4 separate regions of the Gossypium hirsutum genome follow, and regions 1, 2 and 4 are each linked to region 3. The links are chromatin contacts, called in public Hi-C maps. All regions are on one chromosome and are shown on one strand. Each heading gives the region's core, a stretch centred on a gene start, on an enhancer-like site or on the middle of the called end of the contact. The rest is flanking DNA. Distances are from core to core; before and after follow the strand shown.

Region 1 (2,900 bases), core at 375-2,874, 270 kb after region 3:
AACATAAGTGAGATGAGCATACAAGTTCAGAAACCCTGAAAAAAGTAAATGTACATTCAGTAACAAAAACATCACCACATCTCGCGGGTAATAACCACACTCCGCTTAACGCTAATCCGAGGGCGGCATCGTTTCATTTAAAATACCTGTACAATAAACGCGCTGTACATGGAAAATTCGAAAATCTCCGCATGCTCACCAAAAGTAGGCCGGATCATCTTCGGGCAGCAGAGCGTTCCTGCAAAGAGGGCATGTGACATTCCAATAGTTCAACCACTTTTCCAAGCATACCTTGTGAAACAGATGACCGCAGGACAAGCGGTTAATCTCTGATTCTGGTTCGAACCTAGTCAGGCAAACTGAACAGTCATGCTCCGGTTGACTGCCGCTACATACCGCATCGTACCGGGTCGATGGCATCCTGCTCCGGAACTCTTTAATGTAACTATCAGCATTACCGATGCTGATGTCGAATGATACCGCAGGGATTTCAATAAGATCCGAGGATGGCGGTGATGATGATGATGACGAGGAGGAGGAGGACGAGGAGGAGGAGAGATGGATACCGACAACGTGAAGGATTGATCGAATTATGCCTTTAACCATAGATATGGATAAAGCTGTGTTTACCAAGAGTACACATAGCACTCCTTCTGATGGGGCTGGGAGACTTGAGAGACCCATTCTTTTGTATCAAGATTAAGCTATGTGTATTCGAACAAATGATTGTATGAACAAGTTAAGGATATAAATGATGTCACTCTCTTGCAGATATATATGACCTGGAAACATAAAACCTCCATTAGAATAGCATTCATTGAATATAAATTCAATGCACAAAAAACAAAAGAAGGTAATCAAGCTTTTAATTCACAAAACTCACATGAATACAACCTCAAAGATAAACAAATTGATGATCAAAGGTTTAAATAAAGAGTTTGATTCCAACCATATTGCCATGAATATTAAAATATCAAAGAAATTGAAAAGATCAAATCATAGTATGTGATTTTCAAATTAAAAGAATCCAACATGAGAATTGGGACTTGGCAGCCTAAAAAGCTAACACCCCCCACAAAGATCAATGCTAAATGGAACACCTTTCAAAAGCTTTCTTATAATTAAGATCTAGCCATGTTCAAACCTTGGTGATGGTGATAATCATGGTCAAAATAGGGAAAACAAAAAGGGGAAAGCAAAAGATATCATATTTCCAAATTGGAAAAGATAAATTAAAAAGAAAAATCAAATCCCAAATAGAAAACCCAAAAAAAAAAAGAGAGAGAAAACATAAACAAAGTTAAATGAGATCTAACATTTTCATTCATAATAACAAAAACCCCATAAAGTTACCCTTAGTATCTTTCCTTTGATTCATAGTAAGAAAACCAACATTTCTTTAAACATAGAACAAGCAGCTTTAAAAGAGTAAAAAGATTTGCGTTTGTTCAAAAGCAAAGGAACTTACACAAAAAGAGGACAAATTTTCATGGGATCAGTGAAGCATAAGGAAAAGAAAACTGGGTTTTAACAGAAAGTAAACATGTAAGCTTTTCTGAAGTGAGGTGATGGCTGCTCTGCCATCCTTCTCTGCTTATATAGCAATCCCCCCACCCTAACTCTAAAAACAAACTGTGGTTAGCCTTCCGGGTTTTCCGGACTCTATAAACCCTTTAACCATGGTTACTTTATATCATCAATATAATTTTTACTACTTCAGTTTATAATCTTTTGTGCCTTCAAGCTTAAGCTTATAACTAAACTTTCGTTTCTTTTCTCTTTTTTACCCTCAAAAGAAAAAAATCTTTAATTAGAAGTTATAGAATTGCAGCAGCTAAAAGAGGAAAGGTAAAAGAAACCATCTTTCACATTTTCAGATACAAAGTTCCCATTTTTTACAAAAGATTACTATTTTGAGAATGGAATCATTACTATTTTTAATCATTTCTCATAACAATTATTTTAGAATAGTGTTGAATGGATAGAAAGAATCATAAGTAAATGAAGTTCCCCATCATTTGATTTAATGGATTACTGCAATATTTTTATCGAAATTCAAAACTTAATTTCAATAGTTCAGTAATGTTACTAACCAATTTGATCATTTGAGCAGCGATTTAGATAAGCGGCAGGCGGTGGCTTTCACCCACTAACAATAATAATACTACTTCATAACCCTTATAAACTAATAGGATGGTAACCTCTTAAAAATTTATATTTTATCTTTAATTTCATAATTGATTTTACCTTAAAATTCGAGTTTTCATATTTAAATATGAATTTATAAAAATTTATATTTTATCTTTAATTGTGCAACAGAGTTTGCCAATTTCAATATTTAAAAATATATTAAAAACAATTATAAGACACGAGAACTTCGCTATGCATCACATTGTAAATTTTTATTTTAACCTCTTAAAAATTTTTACTTTATCTTTGATTTTGTAACTGACTTTACCTTGACATTCGAATTTTAATATTTAAAAATGAAATTTAAAAAATCATAAAACACGACAAATTTGCTATGCATCACATGATAAACTTCCATCTAAACCTCTTAAAAATTTATATTTTATCTTTAATTCTGTAATCGAGGTTGCCTCGAATTTCAAATTTTAACATTTAAAAATAAAATTAAAAAAAACACAAAACACATTTAGTTTTCCATTCATCACATTGTAAATTTTCATTTTAACCACTTAAAAATTTATATTTTTTCTTTCATTCCGTAACAGGCTTCACCTCAAAATTCGAGTTTCAATATTCAAAAATGAAATTGAAAACAATCATAACAGACGAGAACTTCGCCATGCATCACATTGTAAATTTCCATTTTAACCTCTTAAAAATTTATATTTTATCTTTGATTCTGTAATCGACTTGGCCTCAAAATTTGAATT
Region 2 (3,252 bases), core at 81-2,580, 510 kb after region 3:
AGTCGAGTTAATGAAAATTCATAATTAGCTAATACTATTAATAATTAACTTTTATCAAATCAATTCTAAAACCTGAATTAAATCACATTCGTCAGATTATTTTTGATAAATTAAACGTAAAACTGAAAAAATCCACAATCAATGCTAAATTTATTCTATTAACAAAATCACGAAGAATTCAAACCTAATAATATTAACAATTAACTTTCAACCTTAAAAGTCGAATCAAAGAATAAAAAACTAGCACCACCACCTTTGAGTGCCAAAATATATAACTTTGTCAAATACAAGTACAAAATTGGACCAAAAAATAACATAAATACTACATTAAAAAAAGTTTCAAATTCAAATACCAAATGATATATTAAGCTTAAGGGTTTTTAACTTTAAAAGAACGGATCAAACCTATATAAATACAAAAATATTCTTTTTAACAACTTTTCAAATATTAAATTTGGTATCCTGATTCGAATTAATATAAATGTAAAAAAATGTTTTATTTCTCATGTTTTCATTATTAAAAACAAATTTTTTATTTATCGAATGTAATTTTAAATTTTAAAAAAATAAAAATAAATACCTCAACAATTTCGCTAGAATTTAAATGATTAACACTTTCATAACTATCCCCATATAGAAAACCTTAGTCTCGAGTCAAAAATGAAAGACATGATAATTTATTTGGTTCTCTATCTTTACAAAAAAACAATTATCTTTAACTCTTATTTTATTTTTCACCCTTTTTAGTTTTTGAATTTGTATTGTTTATCAAATCACCTCAAAATGGATGGAAGAGTTAATATTCATTAACTTTATTGTCATGGCATCCATGTAGCAGTCCATGTATATGCTATGTTAGCAATTAATTAAATTTTTTACTATAAAAAAAATAAGTTTTATATTATTTAATAATTTTTAATTTTTTTCAAATAAAAATAAATGATTAGTTGTTGATGTGGCATCCGTGTATATCACGTTAGTAAAGTTAACAAATGTTAATTTTTCTATTCATTTTAAAGAGATTTGACAAACAATGCAAGTTTAAAAACTAAAAGAGACGAAAAATTAAATGAATGCTAAAATGACTTTTTTTATAAAGTTGAATGGCGAAATAAGTCATTATGCCTAAACGAAATTAGCAAGATACCATGTCTTATTTGAAATATATTATAAAAATAAAATAATTTTGAAAATAAAAAGAATATATAGTAATTCTTTAATTCTAAAATTAAAAAGCTTACAAAAAAAATGAGGTTAAGGAAAAGCCCATAAAATAGCTGCAAATGAAAAAGGCCCATAAAATGGTGAATAAACCCAAAGCAAAGAAAAGCAGAAACCATGAAAAATGGTTAATAGACCCCTAAACCAAAGGAGAGAAAAGAACCCATACAAGAGCACATTGAAAAAAACCTCGTCTTCTCCGCTTTTGTTCTCTGTCTAACTAGGGTTTAGTAAGGGTTTTGATTGCAAATCTCTCTTCCTTTTGTTTGGGTATTTTGTGTGGAAAGGAAGAAGATGGTGATGGAGGAAGGCAGCACTGCAGTTGGGAAAAGGAAAAGAAATATGGGTAAAAAGAAAGGTAAGAAGCCTAAGAATAAGAAGCTTAAGATGTTAGAGGGCAAAGGGAAAAAGCTTAGATTAAGTAAGAAAATGAGGAATCTGTTTGAAAAACGTGCCCGTCAATATAATTCCGACGATGACGAGGAGGAGCGTGAGGAGGGGGAGGAAGCCCTCGGTGATACCCGGATCGGCCGCGGCGGTGATAATTCTTCTGAAGAAAATGATGGTTCAGAAGAAGTTGAAATTCAACCTGGGGTTATGAAGTTTACTGACGGTGTTAGAGCTTTCAGGTTGGCATTTAAGAACATTATAAAGAGGAATGTTGCTGATGATTCATTGGTAAAGCTAGTTTATCTACTTGGGTGTTTCTCATTTTACTATAAATAAATAAAAAAATTGTTTTCCTCCCCCCAAAGACTGATTTTTTTCTGAAATTTTCTCATAGGGTCCAGTATTATCAGGGCATAAGCAGCTTGTGGCAAAGAAGTTAGCTGAGGAGGAAGCTGAAAGGAAAGTTAAGGGAGAGGCTAAAAAAGAAAAACATTTGGTATTTTTCCTATAATAATTATACTTAAGGTTTTTACCATGACTTTTGCTGTTTATGCCATTTTATTCATGTGTTATTAATGTTACAGGTTGCAGAGAAGGGGCATTTCAAGCCTGCTAATTACTTGGATTCACATGAAAAGTTTCTCATTGGTATTGCTACAAAAGGAGGTAATATATATTTTTCTTCAAATGTATATATGATGTTTAGTTCATTGCAATTTCTTTCTCATACTAATTAAGTTTTGTTGTTTATGTTTTGTTGGGATTTCAGTGGTGAAGTTATTCAATGCTGTAAGTTGTTTTAGGGAAGCCTTACCCAATTTCTTTTTTACCATAAACATATTAGGATTTGATTTTGTCTTGATAGATATTAGGTTGATTTTTATTACGACCAAGTTGGGTGTGAACTTTGTTCTTTCATATATCATGTAGGTGAACAAAGCACAAAAGGCTCAGAAAGGACTGGACCCTTCAAGGTCTAAAGATGCAAAAGGTATGCTGATAATCTCTATGGCTATATAAGTTTAATACATCACTGGAAATTTGCAAGGTTATAACAATATGATCATCTCATTCGTATGTACGCAGTGATTTTCCTCACTAGGGCTGCAAGCCCGTTGTACATATGTATATGTATCTATGTATGCACAGTATTTCCACTTTTTTTCTCATCAAATGGTGAATACTCTGTGCTTTCAGCTTTGAAGCCAATAGCATAATCATTAGTTCTAGAGTGAAGAGTAAACACACATCTTTCTCTTATATTTGCCTTTCCAGTGCTATGCATGGCATAAAGTTACAAAGATGAATGGACCTTGTCATGATTGATTCAAATTTTCAAATATGTTATGCTTTTGAAACCCAATACTCATGAGACTGAAATTTTATCTAGGTCGTTTTCATTATTGTCATCTCTATTACTTATAGAGATTCCTCGTGAATGAATTTTTGACCAAACATTTTCTCTACATATTTAATGTAAATCCTCCTCCCGTTGCCGCCATCTGATTTTGTATTTTGTGCACCCTGCTAGTGATAAGGAGGCGAAGGAAGGAAGCCTTCTTTTCAGAACTAGGCAAGACATCACGCGACTCTTCCAGTAAGGTTGGTTACCTCTTAACTATTTTACAGGTTTTATTGCAT
Region 3 (3,364 bases), core at 400-2,899:
ACCTACAACAAAGAAGCAAGTTAACCTATGTTTCCTTCATGTATGAATTATCTTGACAGCCTGCCTTGAGAAGAAGTGTCAGAACCAATGAACTCTGCTAAATTGAACTCTGAGAACAAAGAGAAGTGCATGATGAAATTTAACTTAATAGAATACAAATAATATTTACTTCCATCACCAGAAGAGTTTGGCATGCAGCTTCGCACTGTATTCGTGCAAAGGGTATATACATATCTGCTTACATCAGATTGTTTAGGGAACCATTGAACAATAGTACTCACCTGACTACCCTCCATATCTATCATATTTCCATTACCCAGCAAATTTTCAACAACTTTTTCATTGTCAAACACTATAAACCCAAAACCACGAGAGCGTTTGGTTGCATGGTCACGAATGATCTCATGTTCCACCACCTTTCCATACTTTGAGAAGAAATTCTTGAACTCATCTAAGGTCCAAACAGCAATGAAAAACAAAAGTAATAAATAAACAATACTCCAGTATAAACATCAAGAATAATGTTTAGTACAAAAACACTCATAATAAGATGCATATACATCAAATACCAGACCTTCGGTAACTGATGTTGGAATCCCACCAACAAATATTTTCTTTGTCTTGAAATCATTTGACTGTGAGGAACCTTTAGGAATAGTTCTTTTAATCTCAACCTGTGCCATAAAAAAATCAATCATTAATGATAGATTGTAAACACTTCAAAAAATCTCACAACAATATCAACCCAACTTTTCCATGAAACACGAAAACCACATTAGTGCTAAATCTACATCAAGAACATGGTGCTCACTTGCTAAGCTTCACAATTCAAATACAAAGTATGAAATATTTCTTTAGTTCAATGACTACAACATTAAAGCTAACAAACTTAGCTAACTCAAATGCAAAGAGTAACTAATCTCTAAGAAAACCAACAGACAAACTCTAAACTTATTAGAAACCGAGGCAGTTTAAAAGTTGAGAATTTTCCAAATTCTAAACAACAGCAGAATCTTAAAACACGAAATGGTCAAAGCTTAAGCTCACTTGTTTGCCATTAATAACATGGTCCTCTTGCATAACAGTGTCAACAACAGATGGATCCGCAAAGGTAATGAACCCGAAACCACGGGGCCGACCCGTATGCCGATCTTTCATTACAACAAAATCGGTTATCTCCCCATATTTTTCAAAATACTTGGTGAACGTCTCTGAAAATACCCAACAAAAAAAAGTAAAAAAAATAAAGCTCAGTAACTTAAAGAATCCCGTCGAACGAAAACACATATAAACATCAAAGGGAAAAAAGAAGGCGAAGCTCACCGAGAGTCGTATCCTTAGCTAAGCCTCCGATAAATATTTTCCTGCACGAGATAGAAGGAGGACAACGAACTATTAAACATTGAGGGCGTTAGGAAATAGGAAAGAGGTAAAGCGTTAGAACTTGTATTACCCAGGGCTAGCGCCGTCGTTATCACTGCCTGTTCTGGAACCCATGAAAGCTTGGTTTTGAGATCTAACGAGAGATATGCGAATGGTTAGAGTCCCTAGGGTTTGGAGTTACGCTGGAACAGAGGCAGGGTTTCAAATATCGATGGGAGAGGAATTGCTAAAAAAGACAAAAACTAAAAATCTACATTGAGTAGAGTTCTTAAATATTTGTTTAAAAATAATTTAAATAGGTATAATAGATTTTTGGGTAAAGTGTAGAAATGGTCCCTAAAGTATTACCATATTCTATTTTGGTCACTGAACTTTTCATTGTTTCTATTTTGGTCACTGAACTTTTCATTATTTCTATTTTGGTCACTGAACTCTTTAAAATCAAAATTTTCGGTCACTAAACATTAATAACCTTTTGAAATTTGATAGAAGTGCTAATGTGAGCTTTATTTTATTGGTCTACTAACAAATCTAGCCTTATGATGTTTATACGTTCTATCAATAAATTTCAATAAATTTAGCCTTTAATGTTTTCAAAATTGGTCATTTTATTTCGAACTCTAAAAAAATCAATAAATTTAGACCACAACATTTACAAAATAATCAATTTTGATTTTTAAAAATTTTGTAAAAAAATTATTGCAAGGTGATGTCTACAACATCTCTTTCCTCAAGTGGGAGGTTCCAATATATTTCACAACTCATTGATGAATGCCAAGGAATTCCACATTCCACAAATATAAACCTTTAACAAATAGGGCACTTAACACTGCTATTGTCTAGTTGAGTATATGTAGGGGTGAGCGTTCGATTGAATCGAGTGAAAAACTTTTGAGTTCACGAGTCCTATTTTATCATCCTAACTAAATTTGAATTTTTTTTCGAATCGAGTCGAGTGAAATGAAGTTCGAGTCGAGTCGAATCGAATCGAGTGAAATTGTTTGAGTTAAATTAAAAAAATTAAGCATGTCAAATAAAAATATTGTTACAATATAACTAATTCCATGTTCGACCACATATATTTGAAACCATATATATTTGGAAAAAATTCAAAGCAAAATAATAAAAAATGATACTTGAGTATGATAAATTTGAATAATTAATTAGGTCCCAAAAATATTATTTTAGAACATTTTTAAAATTTTAACTTTTTTATATATTTTTTAGAATTTTTTGAAAATTTTTAAATTTTTTTAAAAAATATATAAATTTTGAAATTTTTATAAATAATTTGAATTTTAAAAATTATTTTGAATTTTTTGTAATTTTTGTTGATAGAGTGACCAATTTACTTATTTTCAAAGTTGACATGGACTAAAAGGGTATTTACACCAATCTGTTATTTGAATTATTTGAGTTATTCGAATTGTGAAATTCAACTCGACTCAAACTCAAAACTCGAATCGAATTATTCGAGTTGACTCGAATCGAATTATTCGAGTTGACTCGAATAATTTAAATAACTCGATTTGATTAACTCGAAATTTGAAATTTTTTTCGACTTTTTCAAAGCGAATCGAGTTTTGCACACCTTTAGGTATATGAGCTTGCCCTAGTTGATAAGCAATCACGAGGATCAAACAAGGCATAACAATTTGGATAAGGACAGTATATTCCATCTGAGTGAAGAACATTTGCTTCTGCTTGTGCTCTTTCTAAAGACTCATAGGAAACAAGAGGAAGAAATGATCTTCACTCAGTAGTGGAGATGTAATATTTGCATTATAACTAAGGGCACTTGATTTAGACTTGGGAAGACTGCAATTTACCATTACATAAGTTCCCATACAATGGGAACACTTGTAACACCCCCATCTCCCAACAGTAGGCTAAGGTGTTACATTGAAAGTAGACTTATACTCGGTTGAACTCTTATTTTGCATTCGACATATATTAAATAAGTTGGGGTGTTAACCCAAAA
Region 4 (3,038 bases), core at 296-2,795, 360 kb after region 3:
GTGTAGATAATCTTGGGAGGTTGAGTAGTCTAAGACATCCTGACGAGTAATAAGTGAAGAACCATCTTCAGACATCCACTTGATGCCTTTTAGAAGTGTCACATGTTTAGCCTAAGTAGGAGTATAACTTATTTAAAGTAGATCAAAACAAGACAAACAAATCTAATTTAAGAGATTGATAGATATATACAAGTTGAGTGATGACTTTTCTTTTTGAGGTTTTTCCTGAACTAGGTTGGGTTTAACTCAAACTAGGTTTGAGTTGATCTAGTAATCCATTTCCCTAGTAACAATAAAATATAAAAATTATTTAATGATGAAGTTTAAATAACATTTTTATTAGTAAAAAATAAATAAAATAGATGCAATTTAAATTTAAAAAATTGTTCAAAATTTGATTATAAGAATTGTTATATGCATGTGTTAGAGCGTTTTAACTTTGATTAGAACACCTCAAATTAATTTGTAGAACAATTAATTAAAATAACATATAGAAATTATTTACACAATTCAATTATCACAATATATGTCTACGAAGTCATGCTTACAAGAATGATTCACTCTATGACCTATATATATTATGATTACTATAGCCTTTGTGTGTGATCATAACAACATCCCTTTACCCATCAAATACCTTTCTCTTTAAGCCTATAAGACTTGTGTTTTTTGCCAAAGAGCTGATTAGTCTCCAAAACACATTAACATCGAGAGTTCTTTTTTGAATGAATTTGATGGTCACAATTAGTGCAAATCACAATTAGGACTACAATGATTGAGACAAAACCTAGATTTATTGTAGGTAACTATTGAAAAATTAATGAATCTCTAATTGTCACTTATTGATCCGATATTTATTTCCATTAAAAATAATTTATATTCAAATTATCATTATACTAAAAAATTATTAAAATTTTATCAATAATTATATTATAAGAAAGACTAAGGGTTAATTTCAATAATGATTCTAAAAAGCACTTTTGATTAAAAAATATTTTTGAAATAAAAATATTTTTAAACAAAACGCTTTACAATGATTGGCCAAATATAAAAACAAAAATTTTGAACTTTCTTAAAAACACTTTTTCACTCTAAAAATATTTATTAAAAGTATTGCTAAACTTGCGTGACTCTTGTAACACCCAAGTGTACGTCACTCACTCGTGATAATGCAACAACTAATTTGAATCTAGCGGATTTGAAGGCTTTTTTGATTGGAGTGAAGAATCAATACTTCTCTAGTGTTTCATGGTTTCCTCATGGCCGTGGCCTCCATCAAATTAAGGGACATCTGTGTCTTTTCGCCTAACAAACCGAAAAACAGAGTAGTTAAATAATAATTAAGAGTATTTTAGATTATGTTAGGTCCTTGACTTTCCACAAATATGCTTCAAAATTTCTAAACCCACATGATTACCTCTTCAAAGGGGAAATTATATGTTGTCAGATTTTCAGGATGTTAGTCATCAGTTCAATAAATCAAGCTGTGACACGTAATATCAACTTTTACATTGTAATAATTCAACGCTAATATAGTACATATATATTTATGTGTCTGAGAATGGATAATGACCTTGGCCTCAGATGATATGTTCCACTTTTATGGTGTGGGATAAATAATATTAAAAATTCTAATATATGATAATAAATAATAAAATATAAAATTTAGAATTATTTAATAATAATATATGAAATATATACAAGGTTAAAATGAAAAAATTAGATTAATTTGTAAGTAAATGAAATTTAAATTTATAAATACTTTGAATTAAAAATACTAAATGAATATAATTATTTATCCTAAAATCAGTTATTAGAAAACCAGTTAACAGAATCAATTATTAGAATCAATTAGTCAAACCAGTCACTACAATCAACAATCAGTTAAACAGTTAAATTAATAACTTATTTTTCAATTATTATCATTCTAAATAATTAATAAATTGTATTCATACAAAATATTTTATTATACTAAGTAAATGCAACTTTTTTTACTTTAAATTTAGTAACAAATTAATTAATTAACTAGAGGCAAAGACCTAATTAAACATTTTAAATGCTTCAAACAAAGACGCATAAAAGCTATCAGAGAAGGTCGTGGATACTACGTATAAAAGTCGCAGTTGGAATCTGCGAATCTATGAATACACAACAGACAAACATATATGCAATATAAACTGTCATATCTTCCACCTTTCATAATCTTTCCCCCCATGCATATGCAAAGTAATAAGATATTATATGACGTTCCTAAGCAATCATATTCCATTGTTAGTCATGATATCATCTGCGAATTTATATCATTAATCATAAACATACAATCATAAAATCGAATTTATATCATTAATCATAAACATATAATCATAAAATCATTCATCCATGTGTTTATTCATTCTATCCTAATCCGGGGCCTAATTGCATAATCTAGTTCTCTAGATACCGTTAAAAACCTAATCAGGGACTAAATCGCATAAAATAAGTAAGGATTAGGCAAAACTATAAAATTTAAGTTTCAGGGGCCACACAGCTGTGTGTTCAGCCCATGTGTGTGGCCCCAGGTCGTGTGCGAAGCGAAGAAGTGTAGGTGCAGGAGCCACACGGCCGTGTGTCCAGGCCGTGTACAAATCACGATTACAAGGGGGAAACAGGGGACACAATCGTGTGAGGGATCGTGTGTCCCACACGGGCAGGCCACATGCCCGTATGGTAGACCGTGTGTACCTGGGCAGTTTCAAAATTTGACCCGATTTTTTTGTAAAAAGTCACCCACCTTACTTTCTCGGGATCTCAAGCGACCACCCCACGTTCAAGCTTGATCCAAACACCTACAAGGGTCTTTCAATTGACCAAACGAGACGATTATTGATGGGTTTTCAAGATTTGAGGGGGTTTTCGACAAAATCAATAAAGATTCAATAACAAGTTTGATTAATCCGTTTTAACTTGTCGTCACCTAAAATTGAAAAGTCTTAATTGGCAAGGAACGAAATACTTACGGATTTTGACAAGAATTAGATGAGTTATTGACGCAAGATCCA

The links. Hi-C and Micro-C count contacts between places; a contact is called where the count stands out from the background.
Region 1: a contact with region 3 is called in a Hi-C map of leaf, with 2.0 times the contacts expected there. The contact joins the promoter of LOC107954699 here to the promoter of LOC107954751 in region 3. A contact is called at or near these places in 2 of 34 Hi-C or Micro-C datasets (leaf and seedling).
Region 2: a contact with region 3 is called in a Hi-C map of leaf, with 4 times the contacts expected there. The contact joins the promoter of LOC107954735 here to the promoter of LOC107954751 in region 3. A contact is called at or near these places in 5 of 34 Hi-C or Micro-C datasets (callus, leaf and seedling).
Region 4: a contact with region 3 is called in a Hi-C map of leaf, with 2.0 times the contacts expected there. The contact joins the enhancer-like site here to the promoter of LOC107954751 in region 3. A contact is called at or near these places in 2 of 34 Hi-C or Micro-C datasets (callus and leaf).

The regions. Positions count from the first base shown.
Region 1 is chrD07:34,627,557-34,630,456 of Gossypium_hirsutum_v2.1, reverse strand. It overlaps LOC107954699 (probable E3 ubiquitin-protein ligase XERICO), which reads right to left and starts at 1,624. Exons shown (of 2, transcript XM_041096572.1): 1 at 1,469-1,624; 2 at 1-782. The coding sequence starts at 684. The coding sequence ends at 196.
Region 2 is chrD07:34,386,504-34,389,755 of Gossypium_hirsutum_v2.1, reverse strand. It overlaps LOC107954735 (RRP15-like protein), which reads left to right and starts at 1,330. Exons shown (of 8, transcript XM_016890385.2): 1 at 1,330-1,899; 2 at 2,006-2,107; 3 at 2,196-2,277; 4 at 2,381-2,400; 5 at 2,542-2,602; 6 at 3,143-3,213. The coding sequence starts at 1,516.
Region 3 is chrD07:34,898,474-34,901,837 of Gossypium_hirsutum_v2.1, reverse strand. LOC107954751 (heterogeneous nuclear ribonucleoprotein 1) reads right to left here and starts at 1,649. Exons shown (of 6, transcript XM_016890407.2): 1 at 1,454-1,649; 2 at 1,324-1,364; 3 at 1,048-1,211; 4 at 575-674; 5 at 282-451; 6 at 1-2. The coding sequence starts at 1,497.
Region 4 is chrD07:34,543,153-34,546,190 of Gossypium_hirsutum_v2.1, reverse strand. No RefSeq gene overlaps it. Among protein-coding and RNA genes, the nearest start is that of LOC107956747, 30 kb to the left of the region's middle. Within about 2 kb of position 1,545, at least 3 of the 9 cell types and tissues checked have an H3K27ac peak or open chromatin away from gene starts, as enhancers often do. A contact at or near this core is called in leaf, where this site is marked.